2 separate regions of the Triticum aestivum genome follow, and region 1 is linked to region 2. A link is a contact called in public Hi-C data. All regions are on one chromosome and are shown on one strand. Each heading gives the region's core, a stretch centred on a gene start, on an enhancer-like site or on the middle of the called end of the contact. The rest is flanking DNA. Distances are from core to core; before and after follow the strand shown.

Region 1 (2,700 bases), core at 151-2,650, 280 kb after region 2:
CGCCTGACCGGAGTTGTGTCACCTTTGTCTTGATGCTAGTGACGTGAGATGTGTAAGAAGACGAAGATTGTGGAATAGTAGCGACAGATGACGACGAAGTCATAGGCGAGCGCAGGATGCTGAAGACAGAAGAAACAAATAGCGCGAAGAGCAGAAAACACACAAACAGACACTAGAATCCCCACGCATAGATTTTTTTTAAGTGAAAAGCACCGCGCATAGATGATGTGATGAAGATGAGTGACATGATAAAGAAGGTGAAGTGGTCCCATGTCGCTCTGCCGCTAAGTCCATGGAGCTAACCATCGCTCCGTACTCCTAATCCCGTGATATTCGCATGTTGGCACGCCAACAACCTGTCATTTATTTTTGAGACACAACATAGATAGTTTGTTGTACAGTTTAGGTATCCATTAACTACGACATTTGACTAAACGAGTGAGGAGTATTATTGGGCAATCGGACACTATAGGATCCAAAGTACTTGCACTAAACCGGCGCGACAAATTTTGTGTGTATGAAAGTAGGATTAACACAATGAGAACGCGAGACAAGCATAAGGTAAACAATCAATGAGAAGATAACATACCGACATAATAAAAATAAATAAAAAATACAGTGACACATTAACACATCGCACTGTTCCTAAGCCATAAGTGCATGCAAATACATTCAACATGTCCAACCACCATTGCTAGTACCAGCAGCACATGTACATGCCACCACAGTACTCCTTGTAGTACGTACTTCGTTGAAAGGAGTCCAAAACAACCGCGTTGGTACATTCGGCTGGCTGGCCGGCCCATGTAAAGCTCCGGACGGCGTGTACGTAGCGAGTCCACCCAGGAGATAAAATGGAAGGCATCACGAGGGGAGGGATAGATAAAAAGATGGCCCGTTTTGCAAGGTTCGGAAAGGAGGTTGGGTGGTACTACTACTGTCCTCGAGTATTTTTAACACTTGGTGTCTGTTACTTTCTCTCTCTCCCCCACCGGGAAGCAAAGCCAAGGGTGGACAGATTCTCCCCCAAGTCCCAATCCCTAAACAAAGCCCATCCATTACTCTAAACAAACCGGACCGAGGAGAGAGAAATACTACATAAAAACCAATCGTCCTCATGATAACTGTCCCATAGGAAATCCGATCCCCCGGAATAATTATACCATATCATAGCATAGCATAGCATAGCACAGCAGCACACTTGGAATCGGAATTGGAAAGAGAGAAAAACGTAGTAGTACCACGAGTCGTCCAGTTCCACACCGGAACCGTGAGAGGGACAGCAGCCGGTGGCGATGCGTTGGCAGGGGAGGGAGGGGGGGAATGGTATAATAATACGGGGAGATGTCTGGGTTGGTGATTGATGAGAGAGAAAGCCGGGGGAGAGGGACAGGGCGGGTGATGGGGAGGATCAGCATCAGGGGGGAGAGGGAGAGGGAGAGAGAATATCAGATGTCAACAAATCTGCCGTCCTTGCGGCTCGTTTAGAAAGAGGGTCCAAGGTGGTTCCATTCCCATCCCCCCCCAGAGGAGAGAGGAGAGAGAGAGGCCAGGCCAAACGACGCCAATCCAAAACCCCCAAAAGGAGCAAGGGAAGAGAGAGAGAGAGAGTGGGGAGTGAGGAGCAGAGAGAGAGCAAACCAAGATACTCCTACATCCGCAGACAAGTGGTTCGTTCGTTCGTTCGGGGACGAGGACGAGGACGAGAACGAGAACCCACCGCTTTCTCTCCCTCTTCCTCGCCCTCCCTGGCCCGGCCCCAGCAAATCCGGTTCCGGCCGAACCCGTCCCGGATTCGTCGGAGCTCCCAGCGTCCTCCTCCCCGATCGCCCCCCCTGCCGCCGCCAGAGAGATTTGCCTCTTTTTTCTAGGACATATAGATAGATAAATAAATATCCTGCCTTGGTTGGGTTGGGTTGGGCGGGTTCTTGGGCGGCGCGGGGTTTCTTGGGGCATGGCCGTGGCGGCGGTGCCGGACACGACGCTCGCCCGCCGAATGCTGCGGGTCGTCAGGCTCAACCCGCTGCAGCGCAGCGCCAAGAATCCCTGAGGTCAGAATTTCCTCTCTTTGTACTAGCTGGTCTGGTTCAATTAATTAATTCTGCTCGCGCGCTGTCTGGATCGTCGAATCGAGCTAGCACAATCGAAAGGAGCGGTGTTGATTTGCTTTCCCGACGTGTTGGAGCTCCAATCCGGGGGCACCTGGGGGGATTGGAGCTCCGATTTCGGACGAATTTCTCTCTGCCCGACGCCCCTGTCGCTGTCGCCGTCGCCGTCACTGTCTCTTCGTCCGCTCCTGGCCTCCGCCCGACGTCCAGATCCGGCCGCCCTCCACGCGACACATCGGCCTCGGCCACCGGCGCCGCCTCCTGCTCATTGCCGCCCTCCTCCTGTTGTCTAGATCCGGACGCCTGCCGTCCGTCGCCATCCGTTCTTCGCTTTCCTCTTTGTACTCCAGGTGTCTGGCTCGACTTTGGCGTCCAGATCCACTTCCCCTTCTATTCCCACCTCCGTGCCTGTAGCTACCATTGTCAGTTCGTCGTGCGATTGCCTCAGTTTCCCCGTGCGTGCTTGCTCAAGTATGCTTGCCCATCTCTGGCCTTTATTTACAGTTCTTATCATCCAAACTGGAGTTGGAAATGGGTTAATCTTCTATTTCCAAGACACTTCGTAATTCTCCCCTTTCTGAACAAACTGGAA
Region 2 (2,700 bases), core at 46-2,545:
GGTACCTGCGATTTGGTTGGGGGGCCTAATAAACCCGGACGGAGGGAGTACTACGTAGGAGTACCAGTAACGGTAGGAGTAAAAAAAATGGTGCCGACGATCCCCGTGCTCTGCTTTTATGGTGGCCTAGTACAAGTAGCAGCACCGTGTCAACAACAGTAGTAGCGGTCTACTCTACTCTGCTCTGCTGTGTTGCCGGCGACGGTCATCTGGCACTTGGTCACCTGCACCTGCAACCTACGGCCACATTCAATTTGGTTGGAAGGCCATGCCGATGCCCATGCCGATGCCGGCTCGGCTCGGCTCGCACAACAACCAATGTACGTACCCCCAGAAGTATGTGCACAAATCAATGAGTGAAAATACCGTAGGCCGTACCGCGCTCTACCACCTTGGGCGCCCACAGCAATTCCTCCCTCCCTCCCCGGGATTGTTCGTAGTAGTAGATGCCGGCAGTGAGTGGTATTCACTATAGTTACTCACTCAGATAGTACTCCCTCCGTTCATTTTTATAAGATCTTGAAGACATTTCAGACAATGTGCAAAACAGTCTATTTTGTGTTGTCTGAAACGACTTACAAAAATGAACAGAGGGAGTAGTAGAAATCACCGTGGTGTGGCCAATTGCGAGGATCCGTGCCATAAATTTGGAAACCAAAGCAATTTCGGTATTGAACTTGATATTAGTAGTACTTGAAGCATGCTGGGGTGCGGCGGGCCGCTTTGTCAGACGCCCTCTCCCTCTCTCTCTCTCTCTCACGGCCCCGATCCATATCTTATCTTAGAGAGACGAGACCGGATTCTTAATGAATGCTTAATGGAGTAGCAAGCACTCCATAACTTAACAACCAAGATCGCATCTCCGAAAGAGACATCGCCCTCTGCCACAAGGGGATCATTTCAGCCCATGGACTGCAACTGCAAGTGCGTGAGAGGGAGAGGGACAGATCTTTTTTCTGAGATGAGAGAGAAAGATATATATATTTTTGACAGGGCGAGAGAGGGAGAGGGAGATTAGGTGGGATGAAGGAAAGCGGCATCACGAGGAGAGAGAGAGAGAATAAAAGAGAAAGACCAACCGAGATGTCAACAAATCTGCTGTCCTTTGCGCTAGTTTAGAGAGCAGAAGAAGGTGGTTCCATTCCACCCCGAGGGGGCCGGGCCCGCATGGCAGCGCGCACATGACCGGACCGGACCGGACCCAACAAAGCCCGTCCGATTCCGATCCATCCATCCAAAAGGAAATATATCAGGCCGGGGGAGAAGAGGAGAGGAGAGGAGTGCAGAGCGCAGCCATTCGGTCCGGGGGTTCGCCCAAGACAAGAACCAGTTCCGACCCTTCTCCCCCCGCCCCCAGTCCTCCTCCCTCCCTCCCTCCCTGGCCCATCGAATCCGGGTCCCTCCCCGCCCCGCCCAGATACGCCGCGGTTCCTCGCGTCTCCGCCGTCGAATCCGCCCCCTCTCCGCCGGAGAATTCCTTCATTGCTCGCCGCTTCTTCCTCCTGTGTTCTTGCGTGGTGGGAGTCTGGGGGGTGGGAGCAGAGCCCGCCGTGCTCCCCGCGTCTCCGGCCCATGCTCGTAGTTCGGCGGGCCGCCGGTTCCTATCTGCCGCGGTTCGGTGCCAGGAAGAATCTCTGAGTCCGAGGTAAAGTCTCAAGTTAAATTTCGGCTCGGTTGTTTGTTGCAGGAAAGATGCCATCTTTGCCGTCCATTTCCTGGGTCTTTAATGGTTTTTCCCCGTGCCTGTTTTGGTGAAATCTTGTGGAGAAAACTCCCCGTTCTCGCAATTGAGTTTGCCTTTCGATTTGGTTCTTGTCTGAAATTTTCGGCCGGATACGCCGGCGTCGAGCGGTTGAGCGATTACATCTGTCCACTAATGATAGTCTTTTTCTTCTTAATCCGCGTCTGCTGCCGCTGATGAATCGTACAGTACTTCTCTTGAATGAATCGGTTCTTGGTAGTACTAGGATTTGGTAGAATCGGCATGGCTGGGACTGTGGAGGGTTGACTTGTCTCGTCTGCTTTATTCTTCCCCCCTCTCCCTACAAGTTGACGTCCAAACAGCCAGGGATAATAATATCTCCTTTATTTCCCTTGTTTGTTGGGGATAATATCTGCTTAAAATCTGCCAATTATCCCCAAATTATCACCACTTGCTAACGAATAAATCTGCATGATCAGTTGGCTCGAGCTTTTCGTCATCCTCTGCGACCACCATCATTGCTCACTTTATACTACCAGGAAAAAAGGGCTGGTCGCTCATCAGTCATCGCCTTTTCTGCTCTTTGTTTGTCAAAGCGGTGAATAATGCGTGTTTGTCTTTTCGCATAACTGACGCTGGTTCTGGACAAAAGCGTTATCATTTCTTCTTCTGCTGCTTTATGTATGTATAATGTAATTCACCTTTGATTGAATGTCCTGTTGAACAGATTGGAGCAGCGATGGGTGCAAAGGTGGAGGTCGAGGGCTACAATCTTGGGCATTGCGCCATGGGCGATCTCGACGCAAGCGCGAATGGCTGGAGGTTCCCATACGAGGAGGAGACGTCAAATGGCTTCGTGACGCCCGAGGCGTTCGGTTATTCGGAATGTGATAAAGAGATGTTCAGGCGAACAATGCTGGCGCATGAAGCTGTGTTTAGACAGCAGGTTTGTTTCCTCAATTACGTAAACGTCGATGCAGCAACACAACACCTAGATG

What was found. Hi-C and Micro-C count contacts between places; a contact is called where the count stands out from the background.
Region 1: a contact with region 2 is called in a Hi-C map of leaf, with 3 times the contacts expected there. The contact joins the promoter of LOC123113385 here to the promoter of LOC123113384 in region 2. A contact is called at or near these places in 3 of 5 Hi-C or Micro-C datasets (all in leaf) and 1 of 1 datasets of contacts at active chromatin or transcription factors (leaf).

Annotation. Positions count from the first base shown.
Region 1 is chr5B:581,810,699-581,813,398 of IWGSC CS RefSeq v2.1, forward strand. It overlaps LOC123113385, which reads left to right and starts at 1,401. Exons shown (of 5, transcript XM_044534606.1): 1 at 1,401-2,051.
Region 2 is chr5B:581,530,078-581,532,777 of IWGSC CS RefSeq v2.1, forward strand. LOC123113384 reads left to right here and starts at 1,296. Exons shown (of 4, transcript XM_044534604.1): 1 at 1,296-1,645; 2 at 2,430-2,648. The coding sequence starts at 2,442.